Linked DNA regions of Takifugu rubripes: region 1 is linked to region 2. A link is a contact called in public Hi-C data. All regions are on one chromosome and are shown on one strand. Each heading gives the region's core, a stretch centred on a gene start, on an enhancer-like site or on the middle of the called end of the contact. The rest is flanking DNA. Distances are from core to core; before and after follow the strand shown.

Region 1 (6,848 bases), core at 2,781-5,280, 190 kb after region 2:
TTTTCTAAATTCGTGACTGCTCTCAGCATTGAAAAGCTTTCAGTGAGTCACACAGAAGCTGAGTGACCCAGAGGTGCTCGTTTCAACCCGAAGTGGAATCCGAGAGCTCATGGTACATTTGTGAAAACTGGAGTTTGTTGTTTTCAAAGTGAAAAATCCTGAATTTGTAAAGCTTCTGGGATACAATGTGGCAATTAAATTAGAGTCCATCCCAAAGGTAGCTCTCAGCGTTATTATTGTTGATATTTCTACAGAAGAGACAGAGTTCTTCTCTGTGGCGTGTTTGATCCATGTGTTGCAGCTGAGTGGGTGGGCGACCATATGGGCTGGAACCTGCAACATACAATAGCTGATCTTTCAAGTCAGTAGAGCCACAGGCCATAGGGAATCTTTAACACTCTCTAAAATGATTGATTTACAATGAATTGGTAGTTTGGCTAGTTTTTGTCACAGCAAGGACAGCTTCTCTGACTGGTTCTATTCCAGTTCCTGTGCTTTGCTAACTGATGACTCGTCCTGGTCTGGTAATTGCCAAAATGGAACTGGCATCAATTTTCTAATGCGACTCTCAGCAGGATGCTATTCTTCACTCTTTGTGTGTGTGTGTGTGTGCGTGCGTGCTAGAGGCTTTGAGTTTGGCCCTCCGAGCAGAGTTTGCTCTCAGGCACAGCCCTCCATTTACAACAAAACCCTGCTGCGTCTCTCTTTTTTGCTAATGAGGCCTGGGAGGATGTGACAGACCTTTAGTTGGGTTTTTTTTGTGCGCATGTGTATGTGTGTGTGTCCCTCACTTACACATACAGTCATGCGGGCTGCATTAAATACCTTATTTTTGACTTGCAGCCTGCTATTAATTGCAAACTATTCCCTTCTCATTTCCAACACACCACAATGTCTAGATGCGCTTCAGCTGCCAAACACACACTTTTACTCATCTTTATGCAAATTAGAGCAGATTTGACTCTTTTCCTAGTGCATTTCCCTTCACACCTGCCAACAATTGCAGAATAGAAACGCGCTGGTTCCTCCGAATGTATTTATGCATCATGTCATTGAATTTACATACCATAGAAGTCTAAGAACAAGAGAAATAGTTATGCTCTCTCTCTCTGCTGCTGCTGCTTCTTTGTTTATCCCAGCTGCATGCCTCATGTTTTTATCCCGAGCTGAAGTTGCAGTCCGATCTTTGAGGAGTGGCAGACGACCAGTCCTTCCTAGATTTGGACACCTCTGACGCGAGACAAAAGCAGCGCTTTACTGTCCTCTATAGGTCAAACTGTGGCACTGCATCGATTTATCACCATAAATAAATCCCGTCTTTTGTTAATCATTTTGTAAGTTTTAGCTTCGCTCTCTTACCGTCACTGAGATGTGAAGTAACTTTGTTGGAAATGAATGGAGATCCTTCTGTAAAATAAAGCACTGGAGACATTCTGTGACTGATATGAGTATGTTTGACTCAAAAATCTCCCACAACAAAGCAAATTGGAGTTACGCATTCATAATTAATTCATATACTTTCTAATAGTAATGTACACATTTTAACAAAGATGGCACTAGACTTGATGGAAAGAGGGGTAAAATGGATTATGTCTTGATAGTTGTGTTGTTGCTTTAACAAACCACCTGATAATTTCTTGGGAATCAACCATTGATTTGATGCTGCAGAGCTCACAGCTTGGAGGCTCTGCATTGACAAGACCACTGGCCTAAATTCACAAGAAAGATTTACCATCAGGATCTTATTTCCTGCATTAACTCTCCCACATTAGGTCAGAGCTGCTGATAGATTCGTGTTAGCGAGAAACCGTTAGACACCATCAGAATGGGAGAAAAAATGCAGTAGTAGAGAGCCACAAAAACACACAGGAATAGTGAAACAGCAGCACAAGAACAAGTTTCAGCAACATCATTTGCTTCCTCGACCACAATCAAATGTCCTTCGATCAAATTGCCCTCATTTCCTTCTGCGCCCATTTGATTTGCAGCGTGTTGCTGGTACACAGAAGCCTAGATGCAGTTCAAGGGAGAGGAGATGTACCCGATGTTCTGTACTCCCTCAGTCCCATCATGCGTCATGATTTTTCCAACAGCTGTTGGCGCAGTAGAAGGTATGGCACATCGACTGTGCCGCCAAGAGCACAAATGGATGACATCGCTATAATTAATGTATGCGCTTTAGGACATACACCCCACAACAGATGTACAAAAGGGTAATGGAGTGCATACTTCAGGCAAATCTCAGCTATCGGGACATATAAGATTCAATCCTCCTATTTCTGAGGCAACCGCAGTGTCAGATTTCAATTTTTTTTTCTGCTGGAAACGATTCCTCCAAGTTTTCCATGATGCCTGTTGGGTTGAACCTTGCACGGTGTCACACTGGAGAGGCGAGGCGGCTTCACGGCCTTGGCTCCCTCCAGGGTTATCTTAGGTGTGTAGATGTGTATCTTAGAGCGTCTGCGCTTTCTAAACTTCCCCGCTCACTGTATCTCCTGAGTCAGCATGTCTGCAGTTTGTCAGGAATTTCACTCAAAGACACATATTACAGGTCGTTGCGAAAATCCAGCGTTTGCGATACTGTGTGAGGACTTTCTGAAATGTGACAAGTTTGCAGACTTTTTGGAGAGGGAGCCACCCGTCGCTCTGTCTGCATAGTTGTCAATCATTCACCTGTCACTGGGCTTGTTTTCACGTCGGCTGATCCTGGCTGCATAATCGAAGGCGCAAATCCACCACGATAGATTGGTGCATCTATTCTGTAGTTTCACATTTGGATTATTGTGGCAGTCTAATTGTGGGTGCACATTTGTGAATTGCTCAGAGCTTTGGCAGCATGAATTTTTCATATTTTTTTTATCTTTGACGTGTTGACGATATTAATTAAATTCATCAGTGATGGAGGAGACAGTCTGTTGGGGCATTAATTCATGTGCTTATTAATTTCCAAATCTGTCTTTTGAAAGTTCACACTCACTCCAGTGTATTAATTATAGCTGTTTTTGAGGGCAACGTTGAATCATTTCACGGAAAATAACATTGGAATTAATTAGGTTATTGTCCAGATATTTAAAGTCAGCCATGTAGCGTTCTTCAAAACACATGTCCATTACAAGAAATGAGATTTAGAGGTCACAGGAACCTGTTTGTATTCATAAATGTCAAATCTACGATGGGGAAGTCTGCCTGTGAGAGTGAGATGAGGGATGAGCGGTTGGTGCTTGTGCGTTGTCTTTCATGAACACAGACCTCTTCTCTGTTACGCCACAGAGATGTTGGCTGACACACACTCTAAATGGGGCCTACAGGGGCCAGTGCCCCTGTCCAAATGTCCACAGCCGCTGTGCTGACTGAATAATAAAATCATAATAACTTATTATGATGGTACTTGTTAGCACAGACACTGGAAATATTGTGACTCAGCATTCTACACAGCATCTGAGCAACACACCTAAAGACTGTAGGTCATCACCCACGGCTTTACTGATACTTGGTATGTACTTGATTGATGTACCAGAAACATTTCCGGCTGAGGGCCTCCAAAGTTTATTGTCACAATATTATAAAATATGGATAAATTTAATTGTTTATAGTGACATGGGCTCATTAGCAGTTATGCATCTGATGCCCTTTTTTCTGGGGTCCATGTCCACTTTTCCGAAATTGTCCTACTTTATTTTATTTTCCATTTTGGATGGTACTACCTGATTGATTTAGTTGATCCATTTTCTTTTACCATTGTGTTTTTTTCGCCCCACATTGCAGCTCAATCAAATCACTGGTCCCACCTTGAGTTTGATACACATTCTTGAAATCATTTTCAAGAATTTGTAAATTTTACTTGTATAGAAAGTAACAGAACACGATTTGTTTACAAAATCAAAACTGCGAAAAAACCCAATAATTTCCATTTAAATGTGTTTTATGCTGAGCTATTTTTTAGCTGCTGTACTACTCCGTGCCGCTGGGCGGCGGCAGAGGCATCATTACTGAATGTGTAGTTTTTGTGAACGTTTTTGGTGTCACATGACCGGATGCCTTTTCAAAACATTAGATAACTGTAGCCTTTCAATGGTGCCTGGTACAGTTAGCTGACATTTAATGTGTTTTTAAACGAAAGCAAATATATTTTTTCGCAGAAAAAGCTCTGCTAACATGGCGGGTCCATTGCTGGAGTTTGAAACCGAGATGTTTCTCAGTCTGTTTGGTAGTGATGGACTTGTGGTAGTGGCGGAGGGGATGGGGATTGACCGCATCCTTCTGCAGTTCATGCGGGTTTACTCAGAGCAGGGAAGCCTGGTCCTTCTGCTCAACACGACCACACCTGAACAGGTACCTTCATTACTACACACGGGCCTTTTTTAGTTACAGGAGGTTGTTTTTTTTGAAGAATAGTGAAATAATGCAAATCGGTTTGGATGAAAACGTTATTATTTTATTTTACCACACAGACAACAATGAACCACTAAGTCATGAGCATAGTTGACCGCAGCAGATATGTGATGGCTTTATTTCATTCAGGAATGACAACTCTATGGCTTTACTACGGTTGCTATGGTACTCACACTGTCGGGTATAAGTTGAAAATCGATCCTTACACTGTCATTGTTAACCAACCAATATAATTTAGATCCTTCCTCTAAGTGTAGCCTTTTGCCCACAGGAGTATTTTACTGAGCAGCTGCGTATGGAGGGTGTGACCCACCTGCCCAGGACAGTAACCAGTGACATCCAGAACACTGAGCGCTATAATGTTTACACTGAAGGAGGAGTGCTTTTTGTCACCAGCAGAATTCTTGTGGTCGACTTCCTGACGGACCGCATCCCTGCTCAGCTCATAACAGGTCAGAAGACATCATAATAATAATAATAATAAGAGCAACTTTTCTGTCATATTTTGTATTCATGAGATTATTTTGCATTTTTTGGTTTCTAAAATTAACATCCTGTAATTTTTGCTGGTTGGGAGCTTTCAAAGTAAAAATTATAACCTTGGCATCACAGCGCATGATCCATTTGCAAGTACACTATGAGAACAGAAGTCCAACAGCCCAAATAATTAATGTAATATGAGGAAATTATCAGAGTATAAGATGTTGACTTTACTATACATGGTAGAGGAGTAGTAAGCTGTTTTAAATGTTATCTTTTTGAATTTATTTGCATCATTGTTACCATTCACTAGTAGTGCTTGAAATTAGACTACCATCTTTTGTACTGCCCCTCAGGAATCCTGGTGTATCGTGCTCATAAAATCATTGAGTCGTGTCAGGAGGCATTCATCCTTCGTCTGTTTAGACAGAAGAACAAGACGGGCTTCATTAAAGCTTTCACGGACAAAGCCACCGCATTCTCTTCTGGATTCTGCCAGGTGGAACGTGTGATGAGGAACCTCTTTGTCAAGAAACTTTATTTGTGGCCTAGGCATGTTGGAATATCTTTTTCAGCTTTTTTTCAGGAGTTATTAGCTATATTTAGAGATATGGTTGAATGGCTCTGTTATCCTGCCACAGGTTTCAAGCTTCAGTTAACACAGCTCTGGACCGGCACAAGCCGGAGGTTGTGGAGCTCCATGTGTCACTAACACCAGCTATGAGGGCCATCCAAAGTGCCATCCTGGAGATCATGAGTGCCTGTCTGAAAGAACTCAAACGCTTCAACCCTACACTGGAAGCTGAAGACTTCTCTTTGGAGAGCACATTAGGAAACTCTTTTGACAAGGTTTGTATGGAGTTCAAAAACAAGCAATGCCCCAATGCTTTCCCAAATGATTTTTCGTTGTAATTGTCCAATCCAAAGAAATGTTCAAGCTTCTACATCAAATATCTCTGCAACGCAACCTTTGCAGCACTCCCTGAAAAACTGGAAATACATTTTTTTTAGACTCTAGTTTTATTAATTTGTATGTGAGTTTATATGTGGTTGCGTTTGTAAAATGCGAAATGTTAAAAAATTCTCTCATTCAGACTATCCGTCACTATCTGGACCCCTTGTGGCACCAGCTAGGAGCAAAAACGAAGGCCCTAGTCCATGATCTGAAGGTGTTGAGGGTGCTCTCGCTTTACCTTACCCAGTATGACTGTGTAACCTTCCTCAATCTGCTCGAGTCGCTCCGTTCCAGCCAAAAGAACTTTGGATCTAATTCAGGTAAACTACAATAGCATATGGCTGATTTTTATCATTTGTCCTCCTCTTTTCATATGTTTTTGTTACTGAACTTCAGGGTGGTTGTTCCTCGACTCCAGCAACTCCATGTTTGTAAATGCTAGAGCACGAGTCTATCACATCCCTGACAGTAAGAAGAAAATGAAAGTAGGAGCGGAGACAGAGAAACAGAAGTCATCTTCTGTCGCTGGTAAATAATCAATATATACAACATGTGACAGACAATTCCTTTAATGTCTTCAGACTGACTTATAGTAGAATTAATTGAATGTTTCTGTGTTCCAGAGGTGAAGCGAGAACTTGTGTTGGAGAGGAGCCCTAAGTGGGAGGCTCTCACTGAAGTACTACAGGAGATTGAGAGAGAGAACAGGAGCTCTCAGCATGAACAAGGTAAAAGCAGTTGTAAAGGTTCTCTGGGCAATATTTATCCTCTTGTCTAGATATTATAATGGGGTTTACTTGGCTTTACTTAAAAGTCTGATCTAAACTGCTACAGACAGTGATGTAAGTGTGTATGGACCTTGCTGAACATGTGCCATCAAATCGCAACATTGAGCAACTCCCGCACAGCTCTGTAACGAGACTACTAATAAGGAGATTCCAGTTCTCCAGATGTTGCAAGAGCACCTATAGTCAGTGTCCATGAGGCAGGACAGACAGATGTGTAGCTGTCAACAGGGAAC
Region 2 (6,549 bases), core at 3,407-5,906:
AAATGAAATGATTATTGACTCTTTGTATATTTCTGAAATACCTATATGGAAGATTGGGATATATGGGGATTTTCCTGTGCACACATTTTAATAAATAACAATAAACATCCTTTAAGTAGGTTTAACATGAGACACTGGGCGTTTCAGCCCGCCGGTGTTTATGTGGGATTTTCACTTCTGTCAAAGTACATTTTCAGCGTGATTGTTTGACTTGATTTGACCCTTTTTATAACAGGCTGATAACCCTGAGGCAGCTTGTACTTTGGCCGCAGCAGGTTGTGTCATTTCTTTCTCTCAGCCCACACCTGTTGCACTTTCCAACATCAGGATTCAGACAGAACACCGGCCGCCTTCTCGGACTGTCTCCCACACCTGTTTGGACCATGTCTGCTGCCACTGGCTCAGCCCCCGTACAGGTAGAAGTGGCTATGGAGAGGAGCTACAGCGGGGTCGGCCGCTGCATGTGCCTGTTTTGGTTCGCCCTGGCCCACGACATACTCGGCGTCATGGTCATCATGGTGGGGGTGTTCGGAGGGCTCTTCTTTCACGACTTGTTCATCTACGTGGGGGCCATCATCATCTTCCTCAGCCTGATCTGGTGGGTGTTGTGGTACACGGGGAACATCGACGTGCCGCCCAAGGAGCTGGAGGACGATGTGGGATTGATGAAGCTGAAGGAGCACAGAGTGAAACAGCTGGTGAGGAACATGTCGGAGCGCCTCTCCAGCAGGTTCAGGGACTCCTTCAGGAGGAACAGCCAGAATGTCGGAGAGCCCTCCAATGGCCACGACAACACCGCAAACAGGAGTTCAGAGGTGATGGTTTCCACATCAGTTGTATGAATGAAGGAAACGCACCCACCAAATCTGGAGATGATCCTGCAGAGACACCGACCCTGAAGTTCTCTTTGTTCCTGCTCATTTTGCATTTCACTCACTGGTAATAATTAGACAACTTTCACGGCTCGTTCAGATAAGGCTCATATGTCGTTATCTGGCAGATAAGATGGGAACTTTGCATGGCATAATAAAGCGGCTGGGATTTATACAGTCGAGACACGATGACTGTAAATAGACAAATCATTTGTCTGTTACTGTATTTGTGTGAATATAAACATTTTACATTCACACGAATACAGTTCCAGTCTTATTTACACTGTGGATTTTTTTTCACGCTTATTTAATTATTTATTCTACAGATACATATAATATAAACATGCCATTATTTTAAAAAGGTGTCTCCACAAAGCGGAGATTTAACAACGTTAATATTTAAAAACTTGGAAAACACCCTGGCTCTGAGGTCTGTCCCTCACTTTTTTGGCCCAGGGTGTGTTGTGTCATGCTGTCAGCTACTTTTTATTATATTTTATTTTATTATTCATGATTTTCTCTGCATCTTCTAGGTGAGTGTTGTGCCAGTGAATCCTGGATCCTCACATTCATGTTGAAAACTAACCTGAACAACATTTAATACCCCCTGCATTCCCAGTAAGGACTGTTACATCACCAAAAATGACTTGCTGTCAAGTTCCAGAGCCTCATAAATGTATTTTAAAGTTTAACTAATATCCATGAGTCATTTACTTATTCTTAAATTTGGGGTGTAAAAATATTCCATATTGGGACAAATAGCATTTAAATCTGGTGAATTTTGACCCCAGATGGATGCTTCAGGGGCTGTTCTTCAGCCGGATAAACCTGCTGTCTTGGTGTCGTGGTGAGCATGTTTGTAGAGAGCGTCAGTGCTCTGCAGTCAATACTCAGCATGGTTCACTTTATCTGCCAATAATTCTGCTGATCGATTTGGCTGTTTAAACTGTATGATGGTAACTGCTCACTGAATCATTAGAGCAAAGCTGGACAACAGACTGCTCAGTGGTTCTACATAATAATGCTGGATCAACTGTTTGTTCGCCTAAAGATGTAAATGTTCAATTTGTTCCAATTTTTTTGGACAACGCTGACATGAATTATACTGCAAAGTTATTGTATGTGAATGGAGGGAATGACTGGGAAAAGAACTGCACTAAACGTTATGGAATGACAAATTGTGACTTAAATTGTGATTTACTTTCCTTTGTCAATGATTGAATGCATCATTGATTTACTCTGTTGTATTGTTTATTTTGATTTGACTGTGTGACCTATGACCTATTGTTTACATTTTCCAAATGAATTTTGCACAGTAGTTTTTCAGTTCAGCATTTCAATCTATTAGTAATTCTGTTTGAAAATCACTTTATTAAAGACAAAGGAAAGATACAGAACAGATCGTGATATTTTATTTATTGTGAGTTGGTCTGAAAAGGAGAAAATGTTGTTTGTAAGTTGTTATTTTTTCTACCAGTGAAAGCTTTGAGCAACATTCCAATTTTAATTCATTTCCTTATTGTTACTAATGTTTAGAACATAAAAATATCTAAAGGAATTTTTCTCCGTGATATATTTGCTTTATTCTGGCAGGAATCTAACGTGTCACTAGCATGAAAAACTAGTGATCAGAATCTAAGCAAGAAAAAAACATAAGATGCATAAATCTGACCTCTTGTGGTTGAATGTGGTACAGCTGACCAACGACTGGAAATTACTGCATGTTTATATTGAGATTTAAAAATTGTTAATTAAATGTACTTTTAAAAAAAAAAATAAGTGATGCATTTCTCCAAAAAAAACTATTTTGTAATGTGCTTACTCAGAATGTGGATGTCCTGGAGTAGAATAAAAACAGATAAGATCAGATTTACTATATTGTCAATGTACAGAGAACAAAACAAATTTTATGAGAAATCAAGACTGTACTATTCAAAAAAAGAAATGAGTAGAAAGTAAGATTAAATACACGCATTCATCCACCATTCACACTCCCATCTATGCAGTTGACAGACCATAAAACACAAAACCATGCTTTCTTAATTCAACCTTTGAAATTCCTAAACTCTACTTCGAGAAATTTACTCCAATGTTTTACATTCCAAATGATTCATTTCAAACGTTCTAGTTAAATGGCAAAGACACACTTGCTGTCAGGTTGCTGGTAAGTAGCACCTGCTGACCAGCTTCACCACAGGAGCAGACCAGTACTGTGTTCTTATCATGATTCAGCAAACTGGAGCTGGTTCAACATCATCTCACTCCGCAGACAACCAAGGCCGTGCATCTCCTGTGCTGCCTGTTTTCCTGTGTCACGGGTCACAGCCTCCCCACAGTGTTTTATTATATTGTGAGGATGCTTCATCATGTTGAGTGCAACTTCAGAGGCACACTACCTCAGGTTAAAGCTGGTCCAGGCAAAGGCCAACCTCACCATGTCACCTGACCCCAATCAGCTCTAGTGGTGTCACTGGTCAGTTCCTGGTACCTGCGAGACTGTAACCTGCAGGGAGATGCTGAGGTTGTGTGTTCAAGCCTCATCTGGAGCAGCCAGGTTTTACCAGTTAGGCAACTTGTCTCAGTTATTTATGCTGTAAACCCCCCAGAGCAGTGTGACGGGAGCAATAAACTAAGAAAGCTGTGAGCCTACAAATCAAAAGTATTGCCCACTAGTGTTTTGATGCCACAACAGTTACAGCAGCATTTATGACTGCTGAGGCCCGTTGGCTGCCCTGAGATCTTTGTCATGATTCTCAGATTCTCCCTGTTTGGGGGACTAATGTGATTAAGGTGTATGGTGACAAATGCATGTGGGACAGATGGTTTGCATGAGGTTTCTAAACAGAGATCAGGTGACGCATCACAGCGATCAGTGACAGGATATCACGTTTGACCCCCAGCCCCAGTGGTGCTTATACAACAGTAACCTGCAGAGTGATGCTGAGATTGTGAGTTCAAGCCTCACCTGCAGCAGAAAAGTTTCACCAGTACAATTATACAAATAAATAGCTCAAAGAAAAGTGCAGTGACATGTCCAGTAATTTAGCTGCAGGTAAAAATGTGCTGATGTGTTGGATATTAAAATATTTCCTTAATGTGGACAATTGCAGGATTGAAAAACAAGACAAACTAAAGATGCCTTTTAAAAAAACATAAATAAATGATGGAACAAAAGTCATCCATGAAAGAAAATTCTGCTGTCATTTTCCGACTAAGTACATTCAAATTGAATTATTGCAATAGTTATCGAAAAATACAATCAAAGGTATGTTATACTGTTCTGGACAGCACAGATAGTTTCATATTTAAAAGCTATATGTATTTATATATGCATGCTGTGTAAATCAGACATTTTACCTGGAATTTAATTCATATTTGATATTAAATAAATTTTCTGGCACTAAAATATAAAGTAAAACTATTAAAAGTGAATTATGTACAATGTATAGTGTATTTACCATTGATAGACACCTCTTATTTTGTATTATACTCTACAATGCTATGGTATTATGCAATGTTGTACTGTTGTACAGCTATTGCAGTAGAAGTAGTCATTCCATTTTAATTTCAAGCTACATATTTTAATACTGTATATTTTCTGCAATGATCCAGCTGATAAGGAAAATAAGTTACAGAAGTAAAGCAGTTAACAGTGTGCAAAGTTTTAAGAGACCATTATCCACTTCCTCAAATTCGGATTGTTTTGTTTTAATTGTACACATCCACTAGTCAGTTTTTTAATAACTGTTCAAAGTTAATAATGGACTACAACTCCCTTCGCGAACTTCCTCCCATGTGACATGTGTGTGTTTTGTCACGTGACTGCGATACGGCTCAGTCACTTCAGTTCAGCGTTTCAGTTTAGCTCTGCTACTCTCTGCTAACTCATTTCCTTTGCATTTCTCCCCTCAAAACTTCAAATGGGGTTATCTGAATGCACACCCAGGCTAATTTTGTGAGGCGGTTTATATTTCTGGGGGGGGTTTTGTACAAGGTTTGCTTGCCAGGCTGCGGAAGACTGCGAAAACCCTACCCTAACCCTAACCACCGGCAGGCCTCTCTGTTCACCGCGTGAGCATCAGTCTTCGCGCCGCGGTTGGGCGGGTCCAGCTCGGCCACAGAGACATCATGGCCCCGGTGTTTAGCTAGCCTCTGGTCCTCCAGCTGCACCGGGGACAGGTCACATGTTTGACCGTCTCTGTAACGGAGTGTGACAGTCGGGATGAACGGTGAGTTTGGCTATTTTATTCACTTTGCCACTCGTTCAAGTGACATAATTTACTTTGAAACTGATCTATTAGCTTCTGATCTCAGACTCTTGGAAAATGGCTTGTTGAAATTTGAGTATCACCAATGGATATACCACTTTAACAATAGCATTAAAACGTCGTTCTGGAAATTATGTACTTTTGATGCTAAGACAAGTAAATAAAATGACCTGTAAAATTCATTTCTAGATTGAAGCAAATGAAGAACTTGTCTTGCCCATAAATCAACTCACATCATATCCTGATAATAACAACATAATGAAATCAGTGATAAGCATCACTGTCATTACTCTAAAGTGGTTTTGCTCAGCTCAGATGCTGTTCTGTCGGACCAAGTGCTTCTGTCACAGGGATCAACTAAACATGTCAGCAAACTGAATTTGTTTCATGTCAACTTCAGCAGAAACTCAGCAGAGTGATGCCAAGAGACAGCACCTCCTGGAGAGGCTGCTGGACGCTGTCAAACAGGTGAGCCGCCTCATACTTATGGTTTTTTTTTTCCGAAACCACGCTCAATTAAACCATTTTTAAAGTCAGAATATGTTTATAATATAAAAACATTTCATTTTTAAGGATATTTTCATCTATCTCTTTCTGCACCATAAATGATTATTGGTCAACAAAAGATTTGACCAAAATACAGCTTCTAGTTCCTGTTTGTCCTGGGAAACCCCCCCCCCCCACCCCCCCCACCCCCAGCAGTAGAGGAAGTAAAACCATCTGAATCTGCTAATGAAGATATGGCGGGTAGACACCGCATTCACAGTTGCTTACTTTTTTAGAATGGCACAAAGTTGCTCGTTCTCCTGACAACATGTGACTGTAATTACTGTTCCAAATGTTCCAGCCACTGGTCAAACTGTGCTGCTTGAGTTTGCTGTATGTCTGCATCAGCTGCAGTCTTTAGGATCCTGTTTCGTGAGTGCTGACTATTTGGTGAACATTCTCGTGCTTTTCCAGTGCCAAATACGCTTTGGAGGGAGAAAGGAAATCGCCACAGACTCAGACAGCAGGTAAAAGATGCTGCCTGTTGTTATTGTTCTAATTATTTCTATTTTACCCATCATGGGTGATAAAGTAAAACAGCACTATTATTACTGCTTTTATTCTCCATTTAAACTATTTTTAGTTTCAGGTCACTTTTAGCTGTGTATTCAATTCTTGCTTCATATTATACCTCATTTTTTTAGAATATAAAAATGGGACTTTACAAACATGATAAAATACCAGAGATCTGTTAAAACGAATGGTATAATCTGATGAGTGTATCAGTATTTTGCGACCTAGTTATGATAAAAATCGTATTTCCTGAACTACTCAGGTTCGTATATGCATACAGCTCCTCATGCACTACTGTCTCCCCCCTCTGCTCAGGGTCATCTGTCTGTGTGCACAGTTTGAAGCCGTGC

The links. Hi-C and Micro-C count contacts between places; a contact is called where the count stands out from the background.
Region 1: a Hi-C map of muscle shows a contact between it and region 2, with 2.1 times the contacts expected there. The contact joins the promoter of ercc4 here to the promoter of snx29 in region 2. A contact is called at or near these places in 2 of 2 Hi-C or Micro-C datasets (muscle and an unstated tissue).

The regions. Positions count from the first base shown.
Region 1 is chr1:10,253,656-10,260,503 of fTakRub1.2, forward strand. It overlaps ercc4 (excision repair cross-complementation group 4), which reads left to right and starts at 4,031. Exons shown (of 10, transcript XM_003961351.3): 1 at 4,031-4,332; 2 at 4,664-4,844; 3 at 5,229-5,424; 4 at 5,514-5,721; 5 at 5,967-6,147; 6 at 6,224-6,355; 7 at 6,451-6,555. The coding sequence starts at 4,156.
Region 2 is chr1:10,062,510-10,069,058 of fTakRub1.2, forward strand. snx29 (sorting nexin 29) reads left to right here and starts at 4,657. Exons shown (of 21, transcript XM_011604789.2): 1 at 4,657-5,101; 2 at 5,544-5,608; 3 at 6,101-6,153; 4 at 6,515-6,549. The coding sequence starts at 5,095. LOC115250495 (transmembrane protein 238-like) reads left to right here. Exons shown (of 2, transcript XM_029839209.1): 1 at 1-815; 2 at 1,406-2,741. The coding sequence starts at 384. The coding sequence ends at 1,450.